Regions from separate parts of the Mus musculus genome. Here regions 2, 3 and 4 are each linked to region 1. A link is a contact called in public promoter capture Hi-C and targeted proximity ligation data. All regions are on one chromosome and are shown on one strand. The core of a region is the stretch at or near the end of the contact, and the rest is flanking DNA. Distances in the headings are between cores, read along the strand shown.

Evidence for each region. Capture Hi-C pulls out chosen DNA fragments and counts their contacts.
Region 2: a contact with region 1 is called in a promoter capture Hi-C map of adipose tissue, with 7 times the contacts expected there. A contact is called at or near these places in 4 of 39 promoter capture datasets (the 3T3-L1 cell line, embryonic stem cells, hippocampal neurons and 1 more), 4 of 484 Hi-C or Micro-C datasets (CD8 T cells, muscle stem cells, natural killer cells and 1 more), 3 of 130 datasets of targeted methods (astrocytes, bone marrow-derived macrophages and pancreatic cancer cells) and 1 of 9 other capture datasets (adipose tissue).
Region 3: a targeted proximity ligation map of pancreatic cancer cells shows a contact between it and region 1. A contact is called at or near these places in 6 of 39 promoter capture datasets (the 3T3-L1 cell line, cranial neural crest, hippocampal neurons and 2 more) and 5 of 130 datasets of targeted methods (the NIH/3T3 cell line, bone marrow-derived macrophages, forebrain and 2 more).
Region 4: a promoter capture Hi-C map of adipose tissue shows a contact between it and region 1, with 2.2 times the contacts expected there. A contact is called at or near these places in 2 of 39 promoter capture datasets (the HPC-7 cell line and pre-B cells) and 1 of 9 other capture datasets (adipose tissue).

What each region holds. Positions count from the first base shown.
Region 1 is chr19:38,053,197-38,058,281 of GRCm38.p6, forward strand. It overlaps Cep55 (centrosomal protein 55), which reads left to right and starts at 1,845. Exons shown (of 10, transcript NM_001164362.2): 1 at 1,845-2,121; 2 at 4,214-4,370; 3 at 4,593-4,787. The coding sequence starts at 4,605.
Region 2 is chr19:38,832,964-38,838,051 of GRCm38.p6, forward strand. Tbc1d12 (TBC1D12: TBC1 domain family, member 12) reads left to right here and starts at 3,616. Exons shown (of 13, transcript NM_145952.4): 1 at 3,616-4,483. The coding sequence starts at 3,744.
Region 3 is chr19:37,511,713-37,516,519 of GRCm38.p6, forward strand. No RefSeq gene overlaps it. Among named protein-coding and RNA genes, the nearest start is that of Gm32294, 21 kb to the left of the region's middle.
Region 4 is chr19:37,204,707-37,209,295 of GRCm38.p6, forward strand. It overlaps Cpeb3 (cytoplasmic polyadenylation element binding protein 3), which reads right to left and starts at 2,765. Exons shown (of 11, transcript NM_001290827.1): 1 at 2,589-2,765. It overlaps Marchf5 (membrane associated ring-CH-type finger 5), which reads left to right and starts at 2,839. Exons shown (of 6, transcript NM_027314.3): 1 at 2,839-3,198. The coding sequence starts at 3,164.

The sequences.
Region 1 (5,085 bases), core at 595-3,094:
TCTTGGGAATAAAAACATGCATAATACCCCCATTTCTGCATATTCCATACTGCACTCTCCAGAATTAGCTGCCCACTGAAATTTACCTTTTGTCGAACACCTGCTCATTGAAGTTAGCTAAAAACATAGTCCCTCCCCTTCCTCCCTTGTCTCAGGTTATGAGAGGTCAATTTCCTGGAGTTGATGCTTGCCAGAAAAGCTGACCTCAGCAATAACCAGACATTTTAATTTTAATCAACACAAAAGTGTTGAACTGAACACCTCACGGCTCTACATAAAGAAGGTAAGATGTGCAGAACCAGGACACCAGAACAGGCTGCTCTTTGGAACACGGGGTCACCCAGGCTCCACCTGTTTGGGGCCCACATACCCCAAAAAACACCCACATGCCCTGAAAAACAGGGCAAAAGGGAAAGATGGACATTGAAACGCAAAAGCCTGCTTGCCGCCTTCTAGTGTGCCACCTTGTGGTTAATAAGACTATTCCTTTCTCCATCTGTTTCTCCGTTCATACTTCAGGCGGGAGGACTGTGTAAATAGAGAATTCCAGTATCTTGGATTGCCATCTTCCTGCTTTAAACAAATAAAACAAACTGAAATTCCTTACATGGTTTCTCATCCACTAGATTCAGTAACAAATGGATTTGTTGTCTTTTACTTAACAGTGCCTAACTACATTTGTTAAACTCTAGCCCTCGCAGCCACACTACCAGATGGTTATCTGCATCCTGGTATAGATCAGGAAACTGAGGCTCAAGGAAGTGAAATGTTCTCAAGGCCACACATCTATTAAGAGGCATTCAGGATTTTAACCCTTGTACTACATACATTACCTTCATAGGATGCTTTGCTACTGATTTTTTTCGCTGTAAACTTCTGGTATGCCTAGGCTAAGTCTAAGAACGACACGCCATAAGCAATTGTTTGCTTCAAGTTCTCAAGACGCTAATCAAGACCCTGATGTGACCGATAAAGACCAATAAAGACACATCTGCCTGTAGGGCAGCAATCTGGAATCGCTGCTGGGGCTCACAATCTCGGTTTTCAAACTGGGAGTTTATCAGCTCCCTACAGCTTCGTTCCCCATTGCTCCGCCCCTGAGTTTGACAGGGTAAATGAGTGGCCCGCCCGGAAGACTAGGAGGTTGTGCTCTACCTCACAAAGAGAAATTGGTTCCCAAAGAACATAGACCAGTCAGTCCCAGGCGAGGGTCACAGAGCTTGTCCTATGGATAACAGCAGGGTCCGAACACACAGAGAAAAGCAAGCAGGCCCAGATTGAACTGGTCCTCCGACTCTGTCCTTGGCTCCGCCTCCACCACGCCCACACTCCCGCACACCCACACCCACACCCACACCATCACACCCGCCTCATTTCACACCACGTTTCCACAGACACCCTCTATCTTCACAAGGTCCTTCTCTGACCCGGCCGGCACGGATTGTAGCTCCCGTCAGGCTCTATGTCTTGCTCGCCCTTACCTTCCCCACTCTGCCCCTACCCGTCTGCCCGGCTAGTTTCGATCCCCTCCCTCTGATTCCAGAGCCGGTCTTCGCCCCGCCTGCCGTCGGGTTCCAGACCTTGCCCCGCCCCTCCTCTGGCTCTAGACTCCGCCTTTGCCCCGCCCTCAGGCTCCTGGGCCCTCCCTCTCTCCTCCATCCTCAGATTCCAGCCTTCACTCAGATTGCAGGCCCCGCCCTCTCCCGCCTTTCCTCAGATTGCAGACCCCGCCCTCTCCCGCCCGTCCTCTGATTGCAGACCCCGCCCTTCGCCAAGCCGGCAGTGACGTGACCCGCCCTACAGCCGCGGGATTCAAACTCCCGGAAGCGGTGTCCTGGTTGATAAGTGGTCTGCGGCGGCGACGCGAGCGCTGTGTTTGTCTCAGGTAGTGAGTGGTCCCGGCCTCGGCCGGGGAGGGAGGGGAGGACAGCCGGGGCTCGTTAGCCCCTGGGCAGGACTAGACCTCCCGGGAGGAGCGCTGGTGAGCAGATCACGCCGCAGGACTCCGTCTCCCCTGGCTGGAATCGCTGGAACACATGCTGGCTCCCTGAGAGACCCCGCGCTGCGTTCCTGTCGACCGCCGGCCCGCAGGCCATCCTTTCGGCTCCTTTGAACTTGGCGGTATTATCACTTTCTTAACAGAGAGGTTACCGCGAGGCCAGTGACCTGAGCCAGGTCTCTCAGGTCTCCAGTGCGGTCAGCCTTTGCTTAGCAAGCGCTTCTCTTTGCAGTTTTTTATTTTCCTGCCTCTTTCCTGACCCCTCGTAGATTTGGGAGATTTACTGAACGGAAATGCTTCTTTAGACTCCTGACCAGAATGACTTAGGTCCCTTCAGTCGAGTCAGAGATTTCCAAGCAGCTGCCTTTAAGCTCTTGTATGCCCCCCCCCCCAAAAAAAAATCAAAACACAGTTCTTTTGAACAGTTGTTGATTGAAAAAGAAAATGTTGTGAGCAGATAGTACTGACTGCTAGCTTGTGTATGTATGGTGAGTTCTGTGTCCCATATTAAATTTAAGAGAGCACATCCTGAAGGAGATTCCACTAGGACTGGGTAGGGACGTTCCCGAGTAGAAGAACTTTAAAAAAAAAAAAAAAAGAACTTTATGATCGATTGGAATAGAAAATACTGGGAAAGGAAAGACTAGGTGAGAGCAGGATTGAGATGAGGAGGAGTGTGTGCTGGGTCAGCCTAGACAAGAGTCAAGAACACTAAGTTTTTAGGAATCCTCTCCAAAAGTTAGGATGCAAATGTCCTGAGGGTATTTTCAAACTGTTAAGTCCTCCTTCTGACGTCAGCAGAAGCCCAGGGAGAAACGTTTGTGGTAGCAGGTTCCTAAAACACGTTAACTGTGCATTTGCCTCGGCAGATTGTACTAGCAATTTTACTTGGTATTTGTCAAGATAGTGGGCAAAACCAGGTTGAATGCATTAATACAGATTTCGTTCAAGTTTGTTTATGCAGTTCTATTATTTTTAGGCTGATTTTATACAGGACAACCTCACACTCACCGCCCTAAGTAGATTTTCTTGTAGTGGTAGCTTTTATGACTATTAGTATTAATTACAGTTTAAGAATATGTGAATCTCCTTTTCTTTTGTTGTATTGCTGTTGCCTGCTACACTGTTCTGAAAGCTTCCTAGCATCCGAGACTCTATGTTGTTTCTTCTTCTTTCTGTTGCTTTAGCCAGCTTATATCCAGTCCCGATTAGGTTACCTGGTAAAAAGGCTTTGTAGTAATAGTCTGTGATTTGTTTAAACAGTTTTGTGCAGCTAGGCTGCCTTCAGTCTATGCAAATGAGGCTGGCCGTGAACTCCTGCCCATCCTGCCTCTACTTCCTGAGTGCTAGGATTATTAGCCTGTATCACCATAGCTTTGTAGTAACAGTTGAATGAAGGAAGGTCTTATCTTCCTTTCAATTCCATGATCACCTTGCCTTCATTTTTATCTCAGGACATATGAGAAAAATGGTTTTATTAAATCTCTTAATGGAGAGCTATTTTTTACATTATTTATATATACAGTGTATTTTACTACACATCTGCCTGCCTAGAGTTTGTATTCTACATTTGCTTCTAAACTCTCATCTAGTACTATTAGCAGATGTGAAACTTGGCCTAACTTCATTTGCCCATTCATTTCTTTCACCCCCCCCCAATCTCTGAGAATTACACCTCTTTTTCTATAAATGTCTTGTGTTGGATTTTCTCACTTCTTCCTGCCATACGCTCTAAAACGAATAAGATAGAGTTCTGTAGCCTCCCCCAGCCTTGAAGCAGGCTGATTCAGACTTTGCTGCCACTGAATATGAGGTCACCTGGGGTGTAGCCTTCGACTTAGATGGCTATATTATGTCAACTACAGATGCTCTTCTCTGAGACTCTGCTACCTGCTGAGAGAACCTTGAGACATCCCGGAGACACATCCTATCCTGCATGTCGCCTACTTGTCTTGGCTTCATCATTCTTTTCTCAAAGTCTAAGTCTCTTTCAGCCCCACCCTGCCTTCCAGAAATACCCGGTTCATGTAGGCCTCGGGCGACTTACATCAGAGTTCAACTACACATACCTTCTAAAGCAGAGAGCACACGTTGAGTTCATGACTATAAACTCAGAATTAGAGTTTTTATTCTTGAGTATGATATCACCTTGAAAGTGGAAGGCCTGGGGACCCTTCCACTGATTGTAAACCAAAACTTTCTGTTAATTTACAGGTGCCTGTAAACCTATAACCTGGGAGGCTGAAGCAGGAGGCCTGTGAGTTCGGTGCCACCCAAGTTACGTAGTGAGTTCCAGACTCTCCTGGGCTGCCTTGAGAGATCTGTTCGCAAATATCAGCAAAAACAAGTATGCAAATTATATTTCTAGAAGGTAGATATTTCCCTTGTATCTACCACCTAAGAGTTTTAGATTCATAATAACACCCTAAAAAGCTTACTCAATTTTCTTTCCGGACCCCACTGATTTGGATAAATCACTTCTATTTAGAGCAGAGTACATTATAAGGCCTCTGCCAAGCCTGAGATATGAAAATTTAAACTCAGACTTCAAAAGCAGTTGAATTTTTAAAAATCATTTTTTGTATTTTCACAGATCATTGCAACGATGTCTTCAAGAAGTCCCAAAGATTTAATTAAAAGCAAATGGGGATCAAGGCCTAGTAGCTCCAAGTCAGACACTGCATTAGAGAAATTTAAGGGAGAAATTGCAGCCTTTAAAACATCCCTGGATGAAATCACCTCTGGGAAAGGAAAAATGGCCGAAAAAGGCAGAAGCAGACTCTTGGAGGTAAATGGTCCTTGAATCCTTTAAGGTGAATACACTCTAGAAAGCGGTGTGTGTGGCTTTCTGATGCTACAGTCTTCTTCTTCCCGTTGCCCGCGCTTGACCTGATCTCTTTAGGTCTAGAAAGCCGATCTTGAATTTGGAATCTTAAATTCCTGCTTTGATTTTTCTGACCTTTAGACATACTTTAGTTCTTGCTAAATCTCTCTTTTAAAATGCAATTGAGTATGTGTTTTGGGGTTACCAGGCATTAAGTTGTTTCAGAAATAAAGACATGATTAATAGTTTTGTATCTTATATA
Region 2 (5,088 bases), core at 2,366-4,865, 780 kb after region 1:
TATTATTATCTTTCTAAATCACGGTTTCTCTGTGTAGTGCTAGCTGTCCTGGAACTTGCTTTGTACACCAGGTATGCCTCAAACTCAAGAGATCTACCCACCTCTGCTCCCAATTTCTGGGACTAAAGACATGCACCACTATGCTTGGCACATTTCCTTATTTTTATTTAGCATATGTTTGTTAGATTTCTCTGTTTTTTTTTTTTTTTTTTATTTCTGCCACTTGTCTTTGATATAACTAGCTTTGCCTGCACTTTCCATATTTCTCTTAGGTAAATTAGAATTTTTGGCTGTAAAGCATTTAGCTGTAAACATCTCTGCACAGCTGTTATCTTTTCTTTGGAATGGTTTCCTTATGACAGATTCCCCCAGGGGTAGGATTACAATACTTCCTAATATGTGGCATGCACTGCTCCATCAAAGGATCATTGTGTATTTTTAAAGCATTTCCTTTATCTCTTGGTTTGTGGTTTGTCCCATTGTGGCTTACCAAATGGCAGCTGCTCTATGATCTTTATACTATTTATTTCCCACTCATATCTCACCCTGCTAAGTCAATTTGCTATATACATCTTTGAAATCGTTATTGTTTTGTTATAATTCACAGCCTTGATCCCAGTCACCCTTTATACCAGATTGGGTTTTACCAGGAATGTATGGAATTTAAATCATTTGCAGAAGTTGAAGATGATTTTAGTAGCAAGTCCAATTGCATAGCTTTGCAAGATCATATATTTCTACTACATTACAGAGCTTACTTTTAAATTTTGATATTAAATTTATTGTTCATGCTATCAATCAGTTTCCAAAGAGACATGCTGACACGTTCGTTTTATTCATCATCGAAGATAGTTACATAGTTAGTTGACCTGCCCTGCCACCGCCTCTCTCTCCCCTCCCCCCCCTCTGTATGTGTGTGTGTGTGTGTTTAATCCTAAATGTTTAAGAAACATTGCTCTAAGGGCCTGTAGATGCTCATAGTTAAGATGCTCTTTTGAAATCCAGTATAGCTCCAGAACTATCAAGAAAATGTATGAAGGGTCCATAAAATGGTCCAGTAGGTAAAAGAAAGCACCACCTGTCCAAGCTTCATTACAGACCATCAAAACAATAGTAATTAACAACACTACCAAGAACAATGCATTTTAAAGAAGGGTGTAAAGATTTTGAGGCCTTTATACTCTTCTTGACTGCAGGCACAGCAAAATAATCCAGTTAAGAGGGACCACACAAAGGCACAAAGGATATAATGTATCTTATAAGGAGACATTTCTTTGTTAAACTCTATAAAATGTTACTTACCAGATAAGGCAGAAAGTTTTTTTGTTTTTTTTTTTTTGTTTGTTTGTTTTTTTAAGTTTAGTTATTTTGAGTCAGAGTTTTGCTGTGTAGCCCAGAGCAGCCTGGAATTCTGATTCTTTTGCAGAAGCCTCCAGAGTGCTGGAATTGACACATTTGTCACCCCCTTCCTATCTCCCTCCCTTCCTTTCTCTTTTTTTTATTAGTGAGTGAAAAGTGCTATCTCATAGTTTTGATTTGTTACTCCCAAATAACTTATATGCTTATTGATATTCCATTTAACATATCATCTCGAGAAAAACACATATATTGAAATTTTTACACTCTCCCTTCCCTGTTTTTGAGCAGAATGACTCACTGGAAGTCACTATGTGTTAAAACCAAGCCTCCTATCTTGGCCTCCTTGTCTTTTGATTGATTGATTGATTAACTGATGTTTTTAGTTTTTTGAGACAGGGTCTCTCTGTGTAGCCCTGGCTGTCCTGGAACTCATTGTGTAAATGAGGCTGGCCTTGAAATCAGAAACCTGCCTATATCACCTGAGTGCTGACATTAAAGTCGTGCACTACCACCACCTAGTCAAGTTGTCTTTTAAAATATTGAATTACAATTTTTTTCTTGAGATAAAAGTTTGCTGTGTAGCTCATGCTATCCTCAGATTTGCTATGTAGCCCAGGCTGGTCTTGAACTTGAGATTCTCTTTTGCTTCACCCTAGAGAGTTCTGTAATTACAGATGCTTTCTACCACACTGGCTTATTTCTGTATGTATTCTGGGTACTGTCCCTGTAACTAATACAGGATCTATCTACTCTCTCTCTCTCTCTCTCTCTCTCTCTCTTTCTGGTTTATACACATTCTTTGGTTTTTCCTTTTGAAAGATGTTTTGTGTATGTATGTTCAGGTGTGTGTGTTCCTATGTATGAGGTAAGTATACACTCATATTTAGGGAGGAGAGAGTTCAACTCAGCTGTTACTCCTTTGGGACTGCCCATCTTATTGTCTGAGACATGACCTCTTAATAAGATCTAAGGCCAGCTGCCTTAGCCAGGCCGGTTACCAGAGCATCCCAGGGACTGCCTCTCCAATGTTAGCTGTACAAGGGCATTCTACAAAGTGGCTTTTTATGTGAGTGCTGCGATACAGGAAAGGTCCTCATGCTTGCATGACAACGTGACCAACTGAGCTATCTTCCACCTTTCAAAAGATCTTGATAATAAACGCTTTTACTGCTTTGTTTTGCTAAGTATTCCATTCTATTTCTATACTTGCTTTCAGAGGCATTTGTAGAATGAATGGTCTCTAGTTACTGCATTATCCTACTACAACAATGTCTATTTGGGCCTTTTACAACAACTTCATCTCTTCTGAAATACCAACACTATTGGGTCTCTGCCCTATGCTCATTCTTCTATGGAGGTAGAGTCACTTGATATCCCCCGACCCCCTTTGTGGCTTACATAAATGGCCCCTTCGACCAAACCAGAACTTTAACCCAAGTTTATAACTCTCACTATGTTAGTTAATTCCAATGTCTTTCCCCAATCCAGTTTCCTGTTTCTTCACACCACAGCAATCTCATAGCCTTGTTATTCCTGGCTGCTCTCCTATCACTCCTGTGGCTAGTTATTATGTCTTGCGATTCACACATTAAATACATTTTATTTCCACTAAACGGTCATTATATCTTAATCCATTACCACAGGTTGCTGCAGTTATTTTTTTTAATATTTATTTATTATATGTAAGTACACTGTAGCTGTCTTCAGACACTCTAGAAGAGAGCATCAGATTTCGTTACAGATGGTTGTGAGCCAGCATGTGGTTGCTGGGATTTGAACTCAGGACCTTTGAAAGAGCAGTCGGCAATCTTAACCACTGAGCCAAACAGTCCTTCTCGCCCTGGCTCCATTTCATTTCCGTACCCAGGTGACACGACAACCAACAACCAACGTGTTAAAAAGTGTTAGGAGATCAGACTTTGGTAAACATGGAAGACTAAGTGGAAAAGATAGGTAAGGGGCTGTCATGTGGACAACGAAGCCCTGAACGGTTCCAGGAGTTCTTCACTGCTGTTAGAGAAGGTAAAAACTGTCAAGACAGGAGCACTTAAACTAACTTCCTTAGTTTCCTCTCACAAACAAATCGCCGTCAAGTGATATGGTTTATGCGAAGTGAGCCTTGCCCTCCCTTAGGCTAAGCACTGTCACCCGGGTGGAGGATCTCAGATTGTCCTCCCGGGTCGCTCTAGCTGCCGTCTCTATGGTTCGGGGACGCGCCGGGTCGCGGGCAGGCCCGGCCCCGCTGGTGCGCGTGCGCGATCCCAGCGCGTGCCCGGCCTCCGGCAACTGCCCCGGCCGCCGGGTGGGAGGGGTGGGTCCGGGGACGTCGCGGCGGCCGTGGCCGCGAACCCTGCACGCAGGGCAGTCCTCCTCCGCCGCCTCAGATGATGGGTCCCGAGGATGCCGGAGCCTGCTCGGGAAGGAACGCCGAGCTGCTCCCAGTCCCGGGGCCCATGGGTCAGGACGGGAAGACCGTCCCGGCCACCAGCGGCTTTAGCGGAGGCGCTGTCGCCGCGGAGCCGCCGGAGGAGGCTGGAGAGGAGGAGGCGCCGCCGCCGCGGCAGCTCCTGCAGCGGTACCTCGCGGCGGCCGCGGGCCCGCTGAAGCCCGGGCTCGGCGGGGCGGAGGCGGAGGCGGAGGAGGCGGCGGCGGCAGCAGTCCCCGCGGCGCGCGGCTCAGGCATGACCAACGGAGACTCGGGCTTTTTGCTGCGCCAGGACCGTCGCGGCCCAGAGGAGGCACGTCGCCGCCGAACCTGCGGCCGTCCCTGCCTGCTGGAGCCCGCGGACGAGGGCGTGGACGGTGCGGGTGGCCTGGACGACTGGGCCGCGCCGCTCGAGGACCCGCTGCGGAGCTGCTGCCTGGCGGCCGGGGACACGGACGACCCGGACCCCGCAGCCGCCACCCCTGCCGGGAGGGCCGTCGAGAGCGCGGAGCCCAGCCTCGGCCTCCCCGACGCCCGCTTCGGCTCTCGGAACACGTTCGAGGTGAGCCGCCGTCAGAGCGCCGGCGACCTCCTGCCCTCAGCGGGGCCGTCCGCACCCTTGCCAGCGGCAGAGCAGGGTCCCGGGGGCACCACGGCTCGGGCTCGACGGAGCGGTGGCTTCGCGGATTTCTTCGCCAGGTATCACACTGGCCGCGCGAGGGGCTTGGGCGGGGCCGGGAACGGGCTGCCTTCCAGCGTACGGAACAGGAACGTCGGGACTCAGCTTTGATCTGTCGCTAGGGTAGGGGGACCGGATGGCTTTGTGAGCTCCGGGCCTGGAGCCAGGATTGGTGTTACTCCGTCCCCAGGAAGCGTTGTGCTTCCAGGTCTGACCAGCCTCCCAATACTACACATTCAGTTTCTTCATCTGGAACATCAGATAACCACTGCCCTATTATTTTTTTGTAATTGTATTACTAGGATTTGGACTGGGCGGGCGGCAGTGTGTGGTGTAGAAGTCTGTGAAGTTTATTTGCTTGGAGTCTAAGCCCGTTCCATTAGTTTGGGGATTCGAGGTTTTTTTTTAAAAAAAAAAATAATTTAACTGCACACTTATTTTGTGTTAATGTGTGTGCGCACATGTATCCTTGCGTGGAGATCAAACAATCTTTGGGCTCTTCCTCTCCCATTCTCTGGATAGGGGGGATTCAACTCAAGTCAAGTCTAGTGGAAAATGTCTTTGCTATTTTGCGGGCTTAGTTTGGGGATTCTTAAATTCAGAAATGATTTTTTTTTTCTTTTTC
Region 3 (4,807 bases), core at 2,034-4,533, 540 kb before region 1:
CTAGTAGAGCAGGCCTCAAGTCAATCCCAAGTGGGTTGGTTGTCCCTATTAACAGTCATACCACTATTTTACCAGTAATACCTCCTGCCCGGAACGTCTGTATTGTAGTATTCAGGATTTGCTGCTGGATACCACTGAGGGCATCTCCCCCAGCAGTCCATATAGCAAGCAGTGCTATGAAAACTAGCCAGCAGGGAACACATTAGAAGCCCCTTTGAACCCTGTGGTGGTTTGAATATGCTTGGCCCAGGAAGTGCCACTATTAGGAGGTGTGGTCTTGGTGGAGTGGGTGTGGCCTTAGTGGAGGAAGTGTGTCATTATGGGCATGGGCTTTAAGACCCTCCTCCTAATTACATGAGAGCCAGTCTTCTCCTAATAGCCTTCAGATGAAATTGTAGAACTCGCAGCTCCTCCTGCACCACACCTGCCTGGACGCTGCCATGATCCCACCTTGGTCATGGTGTCTGTTCTCAGCAGTACAACCCCTAACTAAGACAACCAACCACCTTGCCTTACTCTCCCCCTAGAAGCAGCTACTGCTATCATTGTCATGTCCTGAGATCTGGTTCCCTGCTTTTATATGTATAAGACTATCCATATCCAGAAAGGCAAATTTGATGTTTCAAACCCAGCAAAGTAAGGGCTGGAGATGTAGCTCAGTGAGAGAGAGAGAGTTTACCTTACATACTTAAGGTTGTGGGTTCCATTCCCAGTAGTGCAGAAACAACAACAACAACAACAACAACAATGTGACATATATTTCTTTCTATCTACCTTTCTTGTTTCAATCTGCCAAATTATGACTTCATGGACAGATTTACCAGCCTTATTTTTTTTAAGGCTGTCCTTAGTCTATTTAACCATTAATGAAAATTTAGGATGTTTATTTATTTATTTATTTATTTATTTAAGACCATTACTGTGAGAAAACAGTCGAAGGAAGTCTTTTTTTGTAATGGTGGAAATTATATAATTTTTAGGAAGGAGATGGCATACCTGGCAGAGTTTGGAAAATTAAACAAGCGGTTTAAACAGCCTGCCTCTCGATGTCCTCTGATCCACACCAAATCCCCAGCAGTTCTCAAAGCAAAGTGTCCCAAGTATTCTTTGCTAGGGGACACATTGGCTTTACAAGGGGTTGGACCTAGAGTGGAGGCGGAGTAGGAAAAGAATGAGCATCCCTGACACAGGGGTGGAGATGTAGCTCCCGTGGTAGAGTGCTTGCTGCTTGCCTAGCAGAGTTGAAGCCCTGCATCCAGCCCCCTGCATTGCATAAACTGGGCAGAGAGTGAGTTCGAGGCCCAGCCTGGGCTACATAAGAATGAGATGAGAGAGGGAAAATAATAATTTTATTAATTTTTATAATTATATGATTGATACTATTATTATCATCATTATTGTTTCTGGCTGTACTTCATGCTGCAGAATTGCTCAGCACTTCAGACCGCCTCAGGGGAAAGCTGATAGCTCATATCCACTGTGTTAGTCCACTCTGGACCACTGTACTAAAATTAAATTATTTTAATTTAGATAAAAGGTTATTTTTATCCATGCATGATCCAGAGACTAGATCTCAACATAGGGCTGCCAGTTGCACTCCTGCCTCTGGAAGCTACATGCTACAGAAGTGTAAAAGAAACTACCCAAGTCAGGAGCTAGGCAGCAAAGAGGAGGAATGCCAGAGTTCCATAATCCCCTTTAGGGACAAGCCTTTATCAGCGGAGGTCTTTGTAGTAAGCTCCACCTCTTAAAAGTCCATAGCATGCCCCAGTAACATTGCTCTGTTGTTTCATTTGTGTTGCTGTGATAAAACACTCTGACCAAAACCAACTTGGGTAGCAAAGTGTTAATTTGGCTTCTAGTTTGAGGTCACAGTCCACTACTGAAGGATGACAGGGCAGGAACAAGAAGTGTTTTACTGTTTCACACAGCAAAATCTATGATCTGAGAACTCACATCCAAGTAGGTACATCAGAAACCATGTAAGAATGGTGCTTGGTGGTCTGCTCAGGCATTGGCTCAGCCAGCTTCCTTATACAGCCCAGGACCACCTACCTAGGGAATGGTACTGCCTACAGTGGGCTGGGACTTTCTGCATCAACTGACGATCAAGACAACCCCCTCACTCAACAGACCAATCTGCTCTGTGCAATCCTTCAGTTGAGACTTTCTTCTCAGGGGATGCTAGGTTATATTAAGTTGACAGTTAAAGCTAACTAGGATACCTGGCCATCAAACTTTTAAAGTCTTTGGGGGATCCTACTCGTATTTAGGCCAATGTATCCATTAATGACAGTAAAAATCGTCTCAATACTTGTAAGGAAGATCTATACTTTAAAACATATATTAAATTGATAATTGTCTATTCTCTCTGTCCATGCATTTAAAAAAATCATTGAATGCATTCATTACCTGGGCCATTGAGATAGCTCAGTGAGTAAAAGTGCATGCTGTACAAGCTTAAAGACACAAGTTCAAATCCCACATCCTGTGGTAGAGGAATTAAACTGACTTCTGACTTCTGCATGAACACCATGGCACCTGCAAGCCAGAACACACACACACACACACACACACACACACACACACACACACACACACACACACACAGATGCACAGAGGCACACTGATAAATAAAATTAAAAATAAATTTAATGAATATGTACTATAGGCCATACATGGGATTAGGCTCTGGGCATACCAAGATGAATTGAAGCTTATGATGTCTGAGGATTATTCTAGAAGGTTTTACAAAGTCCTCTCATTCAGCTATTGTGCAGGTGGAACAGCAGTTTAGTGGGGTGATAATGAGAGAAAGCATTGTAAAACGGAGGCATTTCAGAGTTTACTTAATATAGCATTTACAGACAGTCCTGAGTAAAATCTTACAGAAAAGGTGCGAGTCCACTTAAGAGTGATAGGAAGTGAAACGCACTTCCCCCAAATCTTATTCATAAGGCTTTTTAAATTAAACAATTAGCATTTGTTTGTTTGTTTTACTTTTTAAAAGAAGGTCTCATTCTGTCACCCAGGTTGACCTCCTGAACGCTGGAATTACAGGTGTGCACCACTAACTAGGCTTGGCACTGAGCCTAGAATTTATATTTTCCATCTCTGCTGCTTCTGCCCTCTGTGACCAGTCCAGGCCGCGAGGATTTTTCTCATATCACTGCACAACTGCCTTTCATTTCCGCCCAGAAGCAACCCCAGCACACCAGAGCCCCATGGAGTGAAACACTGCGTCTTACTTGTGAGCCAGGGCTCCAGCAGAGCAGAAAGCATGACTAACATCTTCTCCACCGCTACATTTAGTAAAACTATATGCAGAATCTACACTGTAACCAAGTAGGGGGTGTGGCATCCTTCTATCCTAAGATACTTTTAAATAGGTTTCCCCTTCTTCCTCTCTCATGGTGACCACACAAGCCTGGCACCTACCCAGGATGCATTTTAAATCAGTGAGTCATTAGGCTATGTTAGGAGGGCTAACCTTATGCAAAGCTGCTCCCGCCAACGAAACAGAAAGGCTTCCAGGACCACTATTCATTTCAAGGAGAGAGTAAACACTTTAGCCAGGGCAGTGCCCTAGTTCAGCAGATTTTTCTTTATGTCCGAGTGCAGTGTGCTGGCAATGAAGAGCAATTGAGAAGTCATAACCAAGAAGATGATTGTGCAGGGCCCTCAGGGTCCCCTGTAAAGTTCTGCTGGTGACCTGAGAGTCACTGCTTGACCACATAGCCAAATATTTGTATTAGGTGTTCCTGTGTTTAACACACTAATTAGAAAGATGGCATTCTTTGACTGCCCGCCCCCCCCAAATCATTTGACTCCTAATCTCTTTCTAGAAACGGCTGCTGGATAAATGGGACTAAGAGTGTGCTTTCTGAAGAGAGACTTTACTGTGTTGCAATAAATCCAGGGGCTGGGGACATTAATGCACCTGAAGTGCTCTTAATGTGTGGGGATCATCCTTCAGGCCCTGTTGCAGAGAACTTTACCTTGAGGGTCATAAATCCTTTGATAAATGACCCTAATGGGAAAAGCTTCATCAAAGGAAACATGGACTCTAAACATAGGTAAATGTATTGGCCAGAATGGAGGCTTCAAGACAGGTGGGGAGACCTTGACACTGTGGGGGATAAACTCACAGCATTTATTTCTGGTGAGGCTGAACGACTGGCTCTGAGAGGTGGTATCCAGGGGAAAATAAGACACCAGTGGGACTCCCCCCTCCCAGGCCCTAAAGCAATGCATTTCTCTTTCTCTTTTCCGTTTATAATCCAGGATGTGGTAGGGACTGCAGGAATAGAAAGCTCCTATCAAAGTGAGTTCTGAGGGCTGGTGAGGAAACTCGGTTTGTAAAGGACTTTCATTGCATGCACAAAGCTGGGATTTTGATTCCCAGTACCGTGTAAACTGGCCATGGTAGCCCGTAATCCAAGCAGATGGGGCAGAAGGAAGATCAGGAGCTTAAATCATCCTTGGCTATACAGTGAGTTTGAGGCCAGCTTGGGCTACATGAGACGGCATAGTCTGAGCCAAGTACAGTCTGAGAACTCCATCGTGGTAATACCAAGAAATTGAAATAAAACAAACACTTTCTAGCGCTACCAAATCCTACCCGGATCTTTGGTAGTGACGACTGAGGCAGGGGAGTGAGTGGGCTCAGAAACTGTATTTTATTTTTAAAATATTATCTAGAACTTAAAAATATTTATTATAATTCATTTCATTTAAAAGTATTATGTACTGTGTTTTAAAATAGTAACAATAAGATTATTACATGTTAACACAGATATAAATAAAA
Region 4 (4,589 bases), core at 1,515-4,014, 850 kb before region 1:
GTAAGATCCTCAGGCAAACATACAAAACAACAACAACATCATTTTTTTTTTAAATCTAAGAAGAAATGGGAATTCCCCTTAATATAAACTCCAAAGCTAAATGGACATTGTGTCAGCATATATCCCACATGGTTAACTGCTTAAAAGAGATACGCACACTAGAAGCAGGCTTACATAGCACACGAAGCAAAAAAAAAAAAAGTTAAATATTACACACTCTGCTTAATCTACTCATTTTCCTTCCAAAGGTTGGCAGCCTATTTCTCTTTTCATGAGAAGGAATATTAATTATAGTATCCTAAAATATTTCATGAAACCATGCTTCTAGAGGCTTGTCTTAGTCAGGGTTTCTATTCCTGCACAAACATCATGACCAAGAAGCAAGTTGGGGAGGAAAGGGTTTATTTGGCTTACACTTCCATACTGCTGTTCATCACCAAAGGAAGTCAGGACTGGAACTCAAGCAGGTTAGAAAGAAAGAGCTGATGCAGAGGCCATGGAGGGATATTTTTTACTGGCTTGCTCAGCCTGCTCTCTTATAGAACCAAGACTACCAGCACAGAGATGGTCCTACCCACAAGGGGCCTTTCCCCTTTAATCACTAATTGAGAAAATGCCTGACAGTTATATCTCATGGAGGCATTTCCTCAACTGAAGCTCCTTTGTCTGTGATAACTCCAGCTGTGTCAAATTGACACAAAACTAGCCAGTACAAGGCTCTAGATACAAAGTACTTGTAACCTAAGCATAAAGACCCAAATTCCAGCCCCTAGTACTCACACAAAGGCCAGGTGTACCTGTGGCATCTACAATCCTAGCCCCAGGGAGGACAAGGGTAGGCAGATCTCTGGCCAGCTGGTTTAGGTAACCAACAAGCTCTGGGTTCTTTGAGAAACCCAGTCTGGAGAACAATAAATGAATCTACCCAAAGCTGACCTTAGACTTCTGCCCACATACGTGTACCCCCACAAAAAATAATAAAAGTAGCCTTGTTTGTTGGTACAAGCCTTTAAGCACAGGAGACAGAGGGAGGCAAAGTTCTGAGTTCAAGCTCAGCCTAGTGTACCTAGTGAATTCCAGGGCTGCACGGTGAGAACGTGTCTCAAAATAAATAAACAAACATAAAAATGCATATTTCAGAAATTGGAGGTCGAATAAATTTATGTATTTTATTTATATATCCTGACCATGGACGCACTAGTACAAAAATAGATTTACACAGGTAAGAGCTGATTGTAAAAAAAAAAAAAAAAAAAAAAAAAAAAACAAACTACCTTAAGCAATAATTTTGAAAGCCTTTCGGTTCTGGGTGTGGTGGGCCATGCCTATATAATTCCAGATATGGGGAGCTCTAGATAGGAGGATCTCCAAGTCCAGTCATCCCTGTGTTGCAGATACATAGTCCTTGCCAAGGAAAAACTCAAACAAACAAAAGTAGCTTTGATGGTTACTGTTGTGGGATAGGGTCTCTCTCTGTAACCCGAACTGATTTTGAATTTGTGAAGACCCTCCCAGATCTGCTGGCCATGCCTATGCAGCTTTTTGTTTGTCCTTTTGAGACAGAGTCAAACTAATTAGAGTTAGAGGTTGACCTTGAACTCCTAATCCTTCTGCCTCCTCCTCTCCTGTGCTGGGGTTACGGGATTGGACGCCTACCATATCCTTGATTAATTGATTGATTGATTATTTATTTATTTATTTATTTAGCCTAGGCTACTCTGGAATTCATTATACAGACCAGGTAATCCTTCTGTCTCAGTCTTCCAAGTCTGGAATTATAGGCCTGAGAAACCACTCCAGGCTCAAATTTAAAGAAACATTTTCATTTAAAGAAATAGCAAACGTTTTGTAGAAGTTTAAAAAAAAAAAACAAAAAACCAAAAAACCGTAGGCACAACCAACGGAAAACTAGCAAAACATCCCACCAATCACAGCGCTAAACAATGCCACAGGTCGTCCAAATTACGCATCGGTTTAAGTCAACAACAGCTCGTTTCCCCCCTCCAAAGCTATCCCTTCCGGCGTCAGAGAAGACAGAGGCGTGATTTGTCACTTCTTCCCTTTTTGATCCCTCGGCCGGGATCCACCTGCTTAGAAGTGTCAAGGAGCCTTAGGAATGGTTAACGGTGACCAGCTGCGGAAAGAAACAAACACTCCTGACAACCCACAGCTGAGCAAGCAAGGGCTGTTTATTCAGCAGCGTGTCCCCTTTGGAGGCTGCCCGCAAGCCCTCGAAGGCTGGGCGACAGCACCAGAACCGAGAAGGTTCCTGGACAGGCAAAGTGGTTGCTCGCGTCCCACCCCCCATGCTCTCCTATGTCCCCAACACACACACAGAGGCGCCGGTGCGAACAGTCGGGTTACCCACACGCCCCTCCAGAGCAGCCCCGCACTAAGCCACTTGTCCCTCCCCGAAGATGGGCTCTGACGCGGCCGAGGCTGACCCGAGCGCCCGGCCTCGCGCCGCCGCGGCCCGGCGTACTTGACCCGGCCCAGAAACTGGCCCTCCACGCCGCCACCCCTCACCTGGCTCTGTCCCACCTGAGCGCGAGAGCTGAGGGGACAAGACGCGGAGAAGGGGCGCTGACCTTGTTGCTACTGACAGCGGAGCGCCACATGCTGCCGCTTCCCGGACAGCGGCCCGAAGGACATTTTTTTTTCCCCCTGGAGGAAGGAAACGGGAGGGCGCCGGCCCGGCGGCGGCGGGCACGGCGGCGGGGGTCCCGGCGGGCTGTGCAGCCTCTAGCGGGGACGGTCCGAGGACTACATCTCCCAGGCTGCTCCGAGCCGCCCCTGCGTCGTGACCCCGGCGCGCACGGAGGCGGCGACTCTTACCTCACAGAGGTAGCTCCTCCGCCGGCAGCAGCTCGGCGCCCCGGCGGTCCATGGACCGGAACCCTGGGCGGACCGGCAGGAACCCGGGCCGCGACCGCCGCCTCCCGGCCCCAGGCTCCTCCTCCTCACTCCCCGCCGCCCTCTGCGGTCGCCCGCCGGCCGCGCAGCGCCACCGCGGGCCTCTGGGAGCCACGCCGGGAGGCTGTGTGGCGGGTCCGCGGCCGCCGCGGGACTGAGGCCTACTCCGCCGCCTCTCAGTGCTATTGTCCCGGGGCCTGGCCCTGAGCGGGGCTGCGGGCGAGGGCCGAGCTCGCCGGCTCCGCGGAAGATGCCGGACCAAGCCCTTCAACAGATGCTGGACAGGTAGGAGCAACGTGGGGCCGGGAACTGCCGGCCTTCGTCCTGGGCCTGCCCATGCTGGCCTCGAGGCCCCGAGAGCGGGGATCCTGGCGTCCGCCGAGAGTTCCACGGCCCGGAGGCCGGGAAAAGGGCTCTGAGTTTGGAGGTGGCACTGGGGAGAAGAGCGGGCGAGAGGTCAGGGTCGTAGACTTTGAAACTTAGTTAAAGGAGGGAGGTCTACTTTGGCCGCCAGCCTGTTTGGGTTTTTTTTTTTTGGTTGTTGTTTTGTTTTGTTTTTTGAGGTGAAGAGGCGCTATTGTTAACCCATAGTATTAGTTTCTATTTCTCCCCCTCCTCCCCGGACAATGTAGTAAAGGGGTTGACAGCGACGCCACTGGGAAGTACCCGATTGTCATTCTGGAGACTGGTCCCTTGCACTTTCACAATGCAAGGATAGGCATTCCTTCTTTTAAAGCCTGGGTTTCGTTTCTCTTTCCAACTCCCCCACCACCCTCCCCCAATCCCATCCCTACCCCCAAACCGTAAGGTCAGAATATCCACAAGGGAGCCTTAACGGTCGGTCACACTAGAGTAGAGGTTATGGAAAACAGCCACAAGCATGCAACATTGAACACGTAGCACACTTGACGATCGCTAAGTTCCCAGACACGTTTGGGCTTGTACTGGGACCAGTTGCCCATTCCTGGGGTCTCCAGCCACTAAAACTCTTTGAGAAAGTCTACAGCACTGCCCTCTGCCGTTTAAATTCCAGCCAGTGAGTTTTTGGAAACTAAATTAAATCCACCTTTTCACCAAGGCAGCTGCTTGCTGTTCTGACCAATTGGTCGATCTAATTCATAATGTTTGAGGTTGCTTGCAACTCTAAATAGACTAACTGGCCACCCACTTCAGCAGGTGATGCTCTCAATGCACTTAAGATTCAGCTTTGAAACTTATTAAATGAAGGCCCTCTCTTGATTGAGGTTATAGCCATTAACTACTGGGGCTGGGAGGTGGGCATCAAAGATCCATCAGGGAAGGCAAGAAGTTACACCCTCATATTTTATGACAGGATTTAGCCTAAATCTCTGGTACTTAGCAGCTATTCTGCTACAACTAATGAACTTGTCCGTTTCTCCAGTTGTCTAGAAGTCTGGTCACTTCTCAAGTTTTCCTTTCATTATAATTTATCATACTTGACTAGATGTGTCATACTAAGTATGCCCAGAGAGATTACTGCCTGCCACATCGATTCCAGTTATATGAGACGCAATCCTTGTATTGCGTAGTTAATCATTTGCTCTGATGACATCCCACTTTCACTTTTCCGTGACGACACTTAGAAAAATTCTTCTGTCTAGATGTTGTCTTGGCTTTTCATGTATTCTTCAGAGGTTTTCATAAAAGCCAGTGAG